2 separate regions of the Ovis aries genome follow, and region 1 is linked to region 2. The links are chromatin contacts, called in public Hi-C maps. All regions are on one chromosome and are shown on one strand. The core of a region is the stretch at or near the end of the contact, and the rest is flanking DNA. Distances in the headings are between cores, read along the strand shown.

The links. Hi-C and Micro-C count contacts between places; a contact is called where the count stands out from the background.
Region 1: a contact with region 2 is called in a Hi-C map of liver, with 7 times the contacts expected there. The contact joins the enhancer-like site here to the promoter of TPP2 in region 2. A contact is called at or near these places in 13 of 16 Hi-C or Micro-C datasets (blood, hypothalamus, liver and 6 more).

Annotation. Positions count from the first base shown.
Region 1 is chr10:78,304,669-78,312,088 of ARS-UI_Ramb_v3.0, forward strand. No RefSeq gene overlaps it. Among named protein-coding and RNA genes, the nearest start is that of METTL21C, 27 kb to the left of the region's middle. Within about 2 kb of position 5,728, at least 6 of the 54 cell types and tissues checked have an H3K27ac peak or open chromatin away from gene starts, as enhancers often do. A contact at or near this core is called in liver, where this site is marked.
Region 2 is chr10:78,205,973-78,212,700 of ARS-UI_Ramb_v3.0, forward strand. It overlaps TPP2 (tripeptidyl peptidase 2), which reads left to right and starts at 1,281. Exons shown (of 28, transcript XM_042255043.2): 1 at 1,281-1,541. The coding sequence starts at 1,377. It overlaps LOC121820468 (a long non-coding RNA gene), which reads right to left and starts at 1,136. Exons shown (of 2, transcript XR_006061018.2): 1 at 778-1,136; 2 at 1-425.

The DNA of each region.
Region 1 (7,420 bases), core at 4,478-6,977, 100 kb after region 2:
GGAAGCTTGCAAGAGAAGAGGCTTTCTGCAAAGGAAACTCTGACAGTAGTCTGGAAGTAAAAGATCCAATTCTCTTACCTAAACCTGGTAGTTAGAGAAAGGCTGGGACCCACTGGAAGCAAAACTGTCTAAAGATCTTATCTGACAAGGGGAAGATAAGGGGAGATTAGAAAGCGTGAAAGGAATGTCCCAAAGTTACTGGTGACATCTCCATCAATAACTCCAGCAAGCCTCCAAGTCTCCAGCAAGAGTCCCCTGCTCTGCACCCGGGTCTCAGAGGGCCTGGCTTTCCTCCACCCAGAGCCCGCCTTGCAGGGAAGGAGTGCCCACTGTGTGTGGCAGGGGAGGTACCCACCCACCTTCTGCATGTGCTGGGGGTTCCCTGGACTCCAGAATATCCCTCCCCGTGGTCCTGAGCCAACCCTCAGGGTCTGGATGTGTATTTTTTCCAAGTCTTTTCTCCAGGGAATGAACACACGTGGCAGGACGCAGCAGTGGGCAAGGACTGCTCAGTATGTATTTGTGTGTGTTGGGGAAGGCTGATGGAGCTTGTGTTGTGCTGTGTCCACACTCACAAGTGTGACGTTGTCCTTCCTTGTGAGAACAGAGCCGAGTGGGGACAGGAGGGGTGAGGGGCCATGAGCCAAGAGTGCCACACCCCCCCACCCCAGTTTCCTGAGCAGATTCCTGCGAAGTCTGGGAATTCTAAATTTAAGCCCAGGCTTTATGAAGATTTATTTGTTACCTTGAAGGTTAGAACATGTTTTGTATCACAGCTTGTTAGTTTGATGGATAACTTTTACGTGTTTAGACAAAGGGTATGTTGGCCTTGCATTCTTGCCCTGGGCCCTGTAAATGTCAGGGCAGCATTGTCTATGGGAGATAATGAGCCATGAATTCAGAGAAGGAAGAGATGGCGGTGGGCTGGTGTGAGCTGTCGAGAAGAGCTTGGTGAGAATTCACGCCGGTCATGGTATCTTAGGCTGGGAGGAGACAGCTGAGGTTCTGCCAGCTCAAAATGTCAAGTAGCTTTGATTCAGGCTCACATAAGGGAAAGCACTAACCTAGTAACAGAGCTCTGATTTTAAGATAGAAAAACCCAGGGAGGTTCAGCAGCTAGTAACGGAGTTGGGTCTGACCCCAAGGTCCCTGGCTGGCAGTTCTGTGCCTTTCCATTTTCCCATTTGCTTCAGCTGGCCAGCTAGGAAGGAACAGTGGCTTTGGAAAAACAAGACCACGAGGAAGTTCAAAGAGGGGCTCAGAGGAGACTGAAGCTCCCAGAGTGCCTCCCTTCTGTCTGTCTGGAAACACAGCCTCAAGTAGCTGCCTTTGGAATCTCATACCTGATCTTTAGAGCTGATGTGAATTGTGTGTCCTGTTCTCTAATGAATCAGAGATTCAACAAATTAGAGATCAAGCTTTGGAACTGGACTGGGGGCAGAACTCAGAAGCTGCCCATTAATTGGTGACTTTGGCTTCCCCGGTGGCCCAGATGGTAAAGAATCCGCCTGTAATGGAAGAGACCCCAGTTCAGTTCCTGGGTCAGGAAGATGCCCTGGAGAAGGGCATGGCTACCCACTCCAGTATTCTTGCCTGGAGAATCCCACGGACAGAGGAACCTGGCAGGCTACAGTCCATGGGGCCCCAAAGAGTTGGACACAACTGAGTAACACACTCATTGTTTCTTTTTTGGCCAAGTTGTCGAAATTTTGAACCTCAGTTACCCCATCTATAAAATGGGAGTGGTTAATGCTAGGGTCCACGTGACGAGTAAATGATATAACGTATATCAAGCATGCCTGGTGCTTGATTGGTCTTGGATGATGAACTTTCTCCCATATCCATGGGAACAGGAGTTCCCTAAATAAATGGTCATTTGTGGTCTGGTCACAAGGCTCTGTGTTGTTTGTGAGGACCTCAGGATGGTATTATATGGTGTTTAGGATGTACATTGCGATGTATTTACTCCCTTTGGAAAATGATATGGCAGCAACAGCTGAGTTTTGAAGAACTGATGACATGTTAGCTTAGGATGAACACAGAGCAATGCTGAGTCCTGGTAAATTTACTGTGCAGCCACTCATAATCAGTTGAGATTCTTGGATGAAGGGCACACTTTCCTTTCCAGAGTTCCAGTCTATTTTTGTCAGCAAGGAGAAGTGATATGGCTTATTTTGTAACAATTCTTATAATCCAATGATGAAATGTGTGTTCTAAATCTACTAATCAGTTGGCGAAGACGTAGTATTGTGCTTTTCTGGGTATTTAAAGGGAATATCTGAGTTGCTGCTAAAGCCATGGGATGGTTTGTATGTTGTGCAGAAAAATCAGAAAGAGTCCTGTGGCAGTTCTTGTTTTTTTTTTTTTTTTTTTTTTTTTTTTAACTAGCAAATATATATGGAATTTATGAGTCTTAAAATGAAATCAGTGAAAATATACAAATTTAGTGGTCAATATGTTCTCCCTTAAGGGGACTATGAATTTTTAAAAAAAAATGGAACTTTAACTTGTATCAAGCTATCGCTTTTAAAAAAGGCATTTGATTGATTGATTGATTGATTGATTGATCTGGCTGTGCTGGGTCTTCACTGCAGCACACAAGATCTTTAGTTGCAGTACGCAAACTCTTAGTCACAGCATGTGGGATCCAGTTCTCTGACCAGAGATCAAACCCAGGCCCCCTGCATTGGGAGGTCAGAGTCTTAGCCACTGGACTACCAGGGAAGTCCCCAAGTTATCACTATTTGCTACAAGTAACAGAATTGCTTTCCCCCAACTCCCCCTTTCTCCTTTTGGAGTTTTCTTGATCCCTTTCTCCCATTTCATCCACACCCCATCTCATATCTCAGACAGCCTTCAAGACTGGTTTTTGTTTGTTTGCTTGGTTTTAGGTTCCACCTATAAGTAAGATCATATGCTTGTGTCTTTTTCTATCTGACTTATTTCACTTGGTCTTCCCTGGTGGCCCAGATGGTAAAGAATCTGCCTGCAATGCAGCAGACCCGGGTTCAATCCCTGGGTCAAAAAGATCCCTTGGAGAAGGAAATGGCAACCCCCTCCAGTACTCTTGCCTGGAAAATCCCATGGACGGAGAAACCCGGCAGGCTACAGTCCATGGGGGTTGCTAAGAATCGGACACAACTGAGCGACTTTACTTTCACTTTTCATATCACTGAGTATAAGACCCTAGAGTTCTATCCGTGTTGTCACAAATGGCAAGATTTCATTCTTTTTTTTAAAGACTGAAATAAATAAATATATCTATGTATATATAAAAATATCTCACGTTTTCTTTGCTCATTTATCCATCAGTGGACAGTTAGGTCGTTTCCCTCTCTTGGCTATCCTGAACAATACTGAAACAGACAAAGTTTCAAATGAGTGTTTTCATTTCCTTTGGATGAATACCTAGAAGTAGAAATGCTGGATTGTTTGGCATTCCTATTTTTAAGTTTCTGAGGAAGCTCCATACTGTTTTCCATAGTTGTGCTCTGGGGAAGCCAGTAGAGAATATTTTAGTGAAAGAATGGAGGCCTTTTAGAATGTGTGTCATGTGGATATTCTCATTTTATCACTCTAGTCATTCAGTTAATTCAACAAATATTTGGGGAAGGAGATTTCTGAGAAGGGGAATAAATAGAGCAAAGGCCCTAGGTAAATGCATATCTGGAACATTCAAGGGACAGAAAGGAGGCCAGTGTGGCTAGGCTAGTGTAGTCAAAGGAAGAGAAATATAAGATGAACTTGGAGGGTTAGTAGAGAGCCAGATTATGCAGGGCCTTGGAGGTTGTATGGACCTTTCTTTCTTTGAATAAGATGGAGATTCATTGGAGGGTTTGGATAGCAGAGAGTGCTTTCAGTATTTTTCTTTGTTTTCAGTTTTCAAAAATTTTATGATGGTGTATCTTGGCATGAATTTCTTCGGGTGTATCCTGTTTGGGAATTTCTCACTGATTCTTTCTTTGGTCATTTGCATTTTTTGCTACTGAGCCCATTCAATGAGCTTTTTAATTGAATTTTTCTGGCAAAATATTTTTCAATTGATTTTTTTATCTATTTCTTTTCTGTCTTCATTTTTTCATTTGTTGCAAGAGTTCTTTTAGTTGTTCACTGGAGCGTTTTTATGATGGCTGCTTTAAAATCTTGCACAGATTCTTGTCTTTTCTCACTGAAGTGAGATGACATGCTCCTGGTTCTTGGGGGATGACAGTAATATTTTCATATATCCTGGACTTTTTTTTCTAGTTCCTCTTTAAATCTTCTACGTTGGCTGTTATTAATAGTTTCCCATTTGGTGAAAGTCTGGGCACCAGCCTCAGTCTGTGGACACTTTACCCCTGGGCTGGGAGGGAGGGGGAGGTGAGTCCACCCTTTACTAGAGGACAGGGCATAGTCCACACTGGCACGGGGCCCAGGGGAGAGAGGAAAGTGTGTGATTTACTTGTGGTATTGATCTCAGGTGGCCTTGGCCTGCAACGGCTTGGAGCGGAGCTTGGGTTCCCAGCCAGAGGTTGAGGCTGGGCCATTGTGGAGAAAGCACCAGATCCTAGCCCCTAGTCCAGTGGTCAGTGACAAGGGCGCTGGCCCTTTGGCTTTGCAGAAAAGAATTCCCACAAAGACAGAAAGCAGTGAAGCAAGTATTTATTAAGAGGAAAAAAAAAATATGTACAGTACATGTGGATAGACACACGGGCAGAGTCAGAGAGAGAGTTGCGGAGTCTTGCCCTCACAGTGGTTTCAGTTCAGTCGCACAGTCGTGTCTGACTCTTTGCAACCCCATGGACTGCAGCAAACTAGGCCTCCCTGTTCATCACCAACTCCCAAAGTTTACTCAAAGTCATATCCATCGAGTCGGTGATGCCATCCAATCATCTCATCCTCCGTCGTCCGCTTCTCCTCCCACCTTCAATCTTTCTCAGCATCAGGGTCTTTTCAAATGAGTCAGTTCTTTGCATTAGGTGGCCAAAGTATTGGAGTTTCAGCTTTAGCATCACTCTTTCCTTTGAATATTCAGGACTGATTTCCTTTAGGGTGGACTGGTTGAATCTCGTTGCAGTCCAAGGGACTCTTCAAGAGTCTTCTCCAACACCACAGTTCAAAAGCATCAATTCTTCAGCACTCAGCTTTCTTTACATGGTCCAATTCTCACATCCATACATGACCACTGGAAAAACCACAGCTTTGACTAGTGGTTTGAATTACTTTAATGGGGCATTTCTTCTGGGTTTCCTTTGGCCAATCATTTTGATTTGCCTGGTTCCCAGACCATATGTGGCATATCTCAGGATCCTCGCATATGCGCACACACACCTCTTAACCAAGATGGATTTTACCCAAAAGGCGTCGCCTCCACGGAGCCTTTTCTGAGCATGCGTGGTCAGGGCGGTCTCCTGACTTTGAGAATAAGGACTATGTGGTCTGGGCGGGTCCCAGCCACCTCGCCTTAAGCGTCCCGCCCTTCTTGTCATGCAGTTTCCATCCGCAGGGGGCGAATCGCCCATCGCTTTACCCTGGGAGAGCCATCCGCCTCTTGCCTCAGTATCTAGAATAGAGCGGGTACTATCAAAAGCACCGTGTCCTGCTCAGCTTCCTCTTTCCTGATCCTTTGGGTACAGACAGCAGTCACTTCATGGGGCTTTTATTTCATCTACTCTTTTGATAGCGTTTCTCTGTGCGTCCAAACCTGTGTCCCGTGGCGACTGGGAATCGGTTTAACTTGTGAGGGAAATAGAGCGACATCTGCTGGACACGGCGTGAACTGCTAGCTCAAGGAAGTTCACGATTATTAAATGGTGCTACATTCCTCTCTATCACGTTAATTACTTTGTGAAGCGGAGGTTTTTAGCTGTTGCAGAAAGAAAAGCAAGTACTGCGCCACGATTAATATGGAGTGTCCAATCTGATTCCTAAAGTTCAAAACGTTGTGCAGTGCCCAACAGGCAGGCACACACATCCCGCTAATACATGTGGTTATATAAGAATGAAATAAAAATATTTTTTTCTTTGAATTTATATATTTTTTCCAAGCAGCTCCTAAGCTGCTGATATAAATCATAATTAAGTCGTTTGAACATATGCTGCTTAATACATTGAGCACGAGATTTTTGCAGAAACTAATGCCTGTGGCCAGCAATTTTGTTACGTAAATAAATATTGAAACACTCCAGTCAGTAATGTTTGGGTAACAAAAGACGTATTAATACATCTCTGGTCAATAAGTTGTTATAATGTGCAGCATTGCTGGCTTATTTATTTTGCCTGAGGGGTGCAATGAAAAAAATCAGAAGCACTAAAGGCATTGAGAGAGTTTGGGAACCTCTGACTTAAGGATGAATTCCTCCTGCTTTCTCTCTTTCTTCCAAGTAATGAATCACACCCTGCATGGGGTGTAGTTGTGTGCATAGAACTAGGAAATCCTCAGACCTAAGTCTTCATCTTGCTTATGACAAACACCGTCTCTGCCTTGTCCTCCCCCAAGTTCCCTCATTACCTTAAAACTCAAACCTAAGTCTCTCTGTCCCCAGTTTTCATGGCACATGGACTACACCGTCACCATCTGTTGTAACTTGGGTCTCTAAAGCCAAGAGGAAACACATGCCTCGGCTCCCCCAGAGACTTGTTTCTAAAAGAAGGCAGGCCGTTCGGGTCACCAGAAGACTTGGCTTGGGTGTCATTTTGCAAATACCCCCTCCACATGGGTAATTCTTGACCAATGTTGTTCAGTCGCTCAGTCGTGTTCAACTCTTTGCAACCCCATGGACTGCAGCACACCAGGCTTCCTTGTCCATCACCATGTCCTGGAGCTTGCTCAAACTCATGTCCATTGAGTCAGTGATGCCATCTAACCATGTCATCCTGTCATCCCCTTCTCCCACGTTCAGTCTTTTTCAGCATCAGGGTCTTTTCAAATGAGCCGACTCTTCGCCTCAGGTGGCCCAAGTATTGGAGTTTCACCTTTAGCATCAGTCATTCCAATGAATATACAGGGTTGATTTCCTTCAGGTTTGACTGGTTTATCTCCTTGCAGTTCAAGGGACTCTCAAGAGTGTTCTCCAGCATCACAGTTCAAAAGCATCAATTTCTTCGGTGCTCAGCCTTCTCTATAGTCCAGCTCTCACACCCATACATGACTACTGGAAAAACCATAGCTTTGACTATACGGACCTTTGTTGGCAAAGTAATGTCTCTACCCTTTAATATGCTGTCTAGGTTTGTCCTAGCTTTTCTTCCGAGGAGCAAGTGTCTTTTAATTTCAGGGCTGCAGTTACCACCTGCAGGCTGGTGGACTATAGTCCATAGGGTTGCAAAAGATAGGACATGACTGAAGCAACTTAGCATGCATCTAACATGTAACTGTGTAACAGCCCTGTGTATGTGTGTGTTGTGTGTGAAGTGGCTTCAGTCGTGTCTGCCTCTTTGC
Region 2 (6,728 bases), core at 31-2,530:
GCATCCATCCTTGGCACATCCTCACAAAGACTGAGATTACCCTGGCATGAATACAGACAGAAAAATCATTAACGGGCCACTGGGGCAGCATGGAGCAATTGATAGCAGCCACTCTTAATCTGGAAAACTGCCAATTATGGCTCTATCAGGGTTTCCCTGGTGGCTCAGATGGTAAAGAAATCGCCTTCAATGCAGGAGACCCAGATTCGATGCCTGGGTCGGGGAAGATCCCCCCTGGAGAAGGGAATGGCAACCAACTCCAGTATTCTTGCCTGGAGAATTCCATGCACAGAGGAGCCCAGCAGGCTAGATCCAGTCCAAGGTTCGCAAAGAGTGGACAAGACTGAGTGACTTTCACTTTCAGCTGAGTGACGAACCCTGAGGATCAACCAGGAACACCAACTTAAAGAGAGAGTCGGGGCCGGCTGGGCGTTGGGGGGGGTGGGTAAGAAAAAGAAAAAAAAAAAAATGTTTTTCAGAAATCCCGGAAGCCCAGGGTAAGACAAGAGGATAGGAGGGGCCCACTTCGGGATGCCACTTTGTTACTGGCTACCGAGGGCGATGGAATCGCCAGCAACCCGCTTCCTGTTGACTGCAGACTGCAGCCCTGGCCCGTGCCCACTACCACCATCACCATCCTTCAAAGGGACACACCTTCGAGACAGGGGAACACCAGCCCGACACCACTGAATCAAAGAGCTCCCAACCAGAAAAATCACTCCCACTCTCCCAAATAAAAAAATTGATCTCTTGGCTTTTCGCCAATATCCGACACACCTAAGGGGTTTAAGCGAGCTCGCGTGGGCTCCCTTTGCTCCGGGTCCACCCGGGGGGTTCCGCCGCAGCTGACCGCAAAGTTTCATTCATCCACACCTGCATGTTCAGAAACCGTCGACTGTCAGAAGGGGGCTTCCCGCTTCTCCAGAAGGCAAGCCCCTACTTAGCCCCCACTTCCTTCTCTGTCCCCGCGGTGGGGCGGGGATACGCGGACGCTCTGCTTAGAAGCCGACTCACCCTCTAAAAAAAAAAATCCCCGCCCCGTGCGTCTCTCTGGTTTAAGGACCCCCCCGCCCCCGCGAGGGCTCCGGCCCCCCGAACCCCTCCGGCCACGCCTCAGGCTCCGCCCCCTTCTCTGCGGCCCCGGGTACCTCTCGGGCTCGGCTTCCGGAGAGCGGCGCCGTCGGCTCTGACGTAGCGGCGCGGGATTGGCCGGTCCTCCTTGGCGGCTCGGCTATTGGCCGGAGGCTGGCCCCGCCCATCCCGTCCGCACCTCCCCTCCTAACCCAGGCCCGCGGCCGCCCGGGTTGTCCTCGCGCCGCCGCTTGTCCGCGCGCAGCCCGGCCGTTTGCCTCCCCGCCACCCTGCAGCCTGCGTCCATGGCCACCGCAGCGACCGAGGAGCCCTTCCCTTTCCACGGCCTCCTCCCGAAGAAGGAGACCGGGGCCGCGGCCTTCCTGTGCCGCTACCCGGAGTATGACGGGCGAGGGGTGCTCATCGCCGTCCTGGACACGGGGGTCGACCCCGGTGCCCCGGGCATGCAGGTGCGGCTGCCGCCGAGGGCCCCAGCGCGGGGATCGGGGACGGCGGGGGGACGCGGGCCTCGGAGCCCCGCTGTGCCACCGAGAGCGAGCTGGGCGCCGGGAGGAAGCCTTGGGCTGGGAGGCACGGGGCCCGGGGCGCCCGGGCCGGGCCCCGATGCCGGCCCAGACAAAGCAGCGGGGCCCGGCGCTGTCGTTCGGGGCGCCGATCGCCGACCCCCACCCCCGGGAATCCCCTTTCAGCCTGGGCGCCGCCAGGCCCCGGGGCCGGCGGGCTCCCTCCTGCCCAGCCCAGCGCCCTCCTCCGCCGCCGCGGCTGCCTCGTGGACCCAAGCGGCCAGTGCCCGTTATTTACCATTTTATTATCCTGGGGAGGGTGGTGTGGTGCTGGTGGGGAGGCTACAGAGAAGGGGCAAATCAGAACTTTAAGTGTTTTTTTTTTTTTTTTCCTGTGTTTTCTTACTGTCGTTCGGGTGATTTGATTTGGGGTGGAATGTTGTTTTTTTTTTTTAATCTCGAAACAACGAAAGCCTCCGGTTTCAAGAAGATAGTCAACTTCCGGAATTGTTTCCTCCGGTAGTTTTCTGTGTGCTATTTTTAAACCCTCTTCTGCAGTGTACTAGTTTAGGGTCAGCTGAAACGCAGGGCTTATTAGGCTTTTACGTAGAGAAGAAGCCAATTGAGTTTGTTGTTGGTTTTTTTGTGTTTTTTTTTTTTTGCGAACTCTTCCAGGGTGCATTCAATTATGCTTGCTTTTTTTAATATTTTTCAACCTCAAAATGTAAGACCACGTACTTTGTGATTTTTTAAAAGACGACTTTGTTTGACCTTTGGAATCGCTGAATCAAGGTACCCTTGTGAAAAAGGTAATTTTTTTAAAAACGTTGTATCTCCGTTGAAAGCCTTCTGATTAAAGTTTTCAAAGTTTGGCTTTTGTAAATTTAGCCTTAGACTTGCAGGGAAACCGAGTAGTCAGCAGAACCTCAGCGTTGCTCAAGGTCCCATCTCTTGGACGTCTAACGGGGCTGATTGCTGATCTCTTTCCGTGTCAACCCTTCACCTGTATGGCTTAAAACCCTGAAGTTGAGGAATTCTCTCATGCCTCTGCCCTCTCAAATCCTTGATTGTGTTCTCTTATAAGCGAGATAGCAAGCGTTTGGGAAGTTAGGATGTAATTCAAGGGGAAGAGGAAACAGGTCGACTCTGTAGAGAGTCCCCCCGCGGGGTATCTTGCTTCCTCCCCTTAATTTTTGAGCAGCGGTCTGGAGTGCCAGTCACCTGCTTCTGGCCCTGCCGGGCAGCTCTGGAGCCTCAGAAGAGAAGCAGGTGACACCTTCCTCCTGCGCTGGAGTGGTCCAGTTGTGTTAATAACTACGGAGACTCAGAGCAGTGCCAGCCATCACCTCCTTGAGACTTTATTCCCTGGTAGTAATGGTTTCCATTCCGGGGTGGTGTGTGTGTTTCCTTTTTATAGGGATAAGTGGGAGGAGAACAGCTGGAGGACATGGTTCACTGGCTCTTTTGTCAGGATAATAAGGGGATCGGAAGAGTTTGGAGGAGTACTGTCTGGGGAAAAGACGCTTTTGTAGAATCTCCCAGACCTGCTCATCCCGTCCTTCCGTTCTCTTTGTAAAGTATAGACAGTGACTCTCATCCCACCTCGCTGCTCTGAAAATTGAGACAGTTAGTTACCTGTGACTGTTTAAAGAGCTCAGGAAAAGCGCTCAAGAGACTCATGTTTTTAAGCAAGGCTTAAATAACCTTGAGGGAGTTTATGCTGGATCTTAAACCACCAGCTGTCTGAAGGATAAATGTACGTTAGGTGTGTGTATCCTCAGTTGCTTCAGTTGTGTCCAGCTCTTTATGACCCCAGGGAGCCCGCCAGGCTCCTCTGTCCATGGGAGTCTCCAGCCAAGAATATTGGAGTGGGTTACCATACCCTCCTCCAGGAGATCTTCTCGACCCAGGGATCGAACCCTCATCTCTTACCTGTCCTGTTGTGGCAGGCAGGTTCTTTACCACTAGCACCACCTGGGAAGCCCTTAGGTGTGTGCGTGTAACAATAAATGTTTGCATGACAGTGTATTTGAAGGGAAATGAAAACTTAACACTTACCTTCTAACAGCTTTGAGAGATTGGCCTAAATATGGCCATTCGAGAAGAATTCAGTAAGGTGATTTGCAAACATGAGTGAATTTTTAAGGTTTTTTTTTACCCTCCTTACCTGTAACAAAGGTGTTTTATAGATCTGTGTATGCATCATTAAGGTAAGAAGGTAGATAGAAATAAAGTGGAAGGAGCCAGTGAAATAGGAAGAGACGCTTGAACTGGACATTGGAAAAGCCAGTGAAGTCTGAGCAGAGAACTGGAGGCACGAGGAGAACTCTGAGGAATACGGTGGTGAGTCCCGTTCTCTGGAGACGGCCTCGGGCTCAGTTCTCTTTTGTGACAGCGTGTAGGCTTGTTAAATGCAGAGGGTGGCAGGATGAGAGGAGTAATAATTAAATAAGTGGTTAAGTCTTTTCCGTAGCAGATATTCAGGCATCTAAGGTTTTGCATTAAAAGATGCTGGAGTCGTGCAGACTGTAGCTGGTAACAGAGATTGATCAGGGGGCCAGCCAGAGTTCACGAAGGAGAGACGGAGCTTGGACAGGACCTGGAATTCAGGGGCCTCCCGGCCACCACTGGTCGTCATCCAGATTGCCAGAGTACCCTTCCTTAAAAAATAATAAAAAATCCCGCTATCACACCCTTGCTTAATATCAAACCAACTATTTGGGCCTCCCAGTTGTCTTTACATGAAAACCCCCAGGCCTGAACTTTGCACCTGCCATCGCCACCTGATTCCAGCTCCTTGCGTAACCTTGGTTTGCATCTCAGCACTTCTGTCCCCCGCCCCTGAATCCTGGCTTCCACCAACAACACTCTACCCCTTTCCCAGATCTTCCAGGTCTTTCCCCAGCACATGCCGCTGCACATGGGGTTTAATCTGTCCGCAGGCCTTCTACAGGCACCTGTAAAGGCCTATTTAATCCCGTAACCCACCTTTGGGGATATCTGCTGATTTACTTCCACCATCTCCCACTGCATGCATTGTGTATTTTTGTGTATATACCAACCGCTGTGTCAGGACCTGGGACTTCAAAGAGGGAGAGGGCCCGGTCCCTGCTGACGGTTCCTTTTCCCTCTTTGCTCTTACAGTGGTTTATTCATATTCTCCTGGAGCACTTAGCATTTCATTTTAGTCTCTTGCTTTTCATACCTTTTTCCTGGTTAAGTTAAAATTCCTCGAAAACACCTATCCAGATTCATTTTCTGTGAAACGTGCTTGTGTTAAATGGGAAAAAAAAAAATGCATATGTGTGATTATATCTGTAATTTCCTCATGGGAAAGAAATATATAATTTGGGGACGGAGGTTACAAGTAGTCCTGTAAATGTCTTTCTAATTTCATATTCACTAAAAGATAATAGAGGGGGCTTCCCTGGTGACTCAGTGGTGAAGAATCCACCTGCCGATGCAGGAGACATGAGTTAGATCCCTGGGTCCTCCCCTGGGGGAGGAAATGGCAACTTACTTCAATCTTCCTGCCTGGAGAATTCCATGGACAGAAGCAGCCGGCGGGCTACCGTGGGATCACGGTCAGACACAACTTAGCGACTAAACCACGACTAAAACAAGATAGAGTACAGTGAAGAAATTATGATCGATGTGTGTTTAGTTACTGGTAGTAGGTGCTGCCAGTTTTAAGGTTGCCTTTCAGTTTGCCTTTCCTGATTTCCTCCAGGCTGGGTTGTGTGTTCTTCTGTCCCTTCCTGGACACTGTCCTTCACCTTTATTATTCATTGTCCTATGTCACTGTACTCTTGTCTCATTTGTCTTTCCAGCTGGATTGTAAGCTTTCCGAAAGCAAAGCCTGTCTGACTCACTTTATCACTGTGTTCTTAGAATAAGAGTCATTTCTTGAAACATACCGTGCTTTGCTCAAAAGGAGTGTTCTCAGGATCGTCCCTGAAATTCCAAGTGAGCGCTTGCTCCTTCACTGCAGTTTGTGCAGAAAAGTTGGCGAACTTCCCACTCTGATTCTGATTTTCTGTAAACCCTCGCCAACTTTGCCACAGTGAGTGTTTCACTGGAGATAAAAAGTAGCTGAGGTTCTTGATGTTGGGGAGGAACCTTTGGGCAAGTTCTGTTCCGTCCTGCCTCGCATCGCCCAGGAAGCATCCCTCGGTCTCCCACTCCATTCCCAGGGCTTATCACCTTTGCTGTCGTCGCAGTAGCTGTGTCTTCGGTCCCCTGTGACCGTCCAGGCCTCGCAGTAGAGGGACAGCGGTCTCAGGTTAGCAGTGCAGTTTCCTCTCCTCCTGCCAGAGCTCCTTGCAGAATTCTCAGCCAGTGTGCCTTTCTAAAACCTTCCTACCCTTAAATTCCCTCTTGCGTCTTCTCTCTAGTGGAGTAGGTCCCTTCACCTAATGATGAAGGGAGAAGTGCACAGACAGAAAACCATATATATGAGAATTTTTCATGGGTAAGAGAGAGGTCCTAGTGAGTAAAGCTGATTGCAGTAGCAGATGCTGAATAAAGCACAAAATCCCGTTAGGCTGTCTTCCTTTGCTCACACACTGATGAATGAGGTCTCCAATGAGAAGGATCCGTGTCGGACTTATTAGTGATCTCTTACGATTCTTGATCTCAAGGCACTAATGTTGTTTGCTTTAAGGAATGAGAAAATGAAGACAAATGGTTTGTCTTCTTAGTGCTCTGATGCAGCTTTCAAGTCACACAGTTACTTGGAAAACTTTTTAAAATGGATTGTTTGCGTATGGTCTTAATACATGATCCTAGCTAGTTTCATAGGAGAGTTTATAGGAGAGTTTGCACTTTTCCTAGTGGTTTCTGTTTTTATCTTGTTAGATTCTCTTACATTTTTCTTCATTCCTATATTTTCATTTCATGTTTGAAGATACTTAGCCAGTCCCTTCAAAATCAGTGTCTGATTTAAGTCTTATCATAATCTTGTCAGGGTTGGATATGATTTCTGCGGTGATTTTAATTGTGATTTGGAGCCTTCTGAGTGTATTAGAATACTTATTCCTAATATAGACAGCCCCCAATAAATAATCACCCAGTTTAAGAATTTTTATCACCCGAAAAATTACAGCAGTGCGGCCCCCGACAGAACTCTCAGCC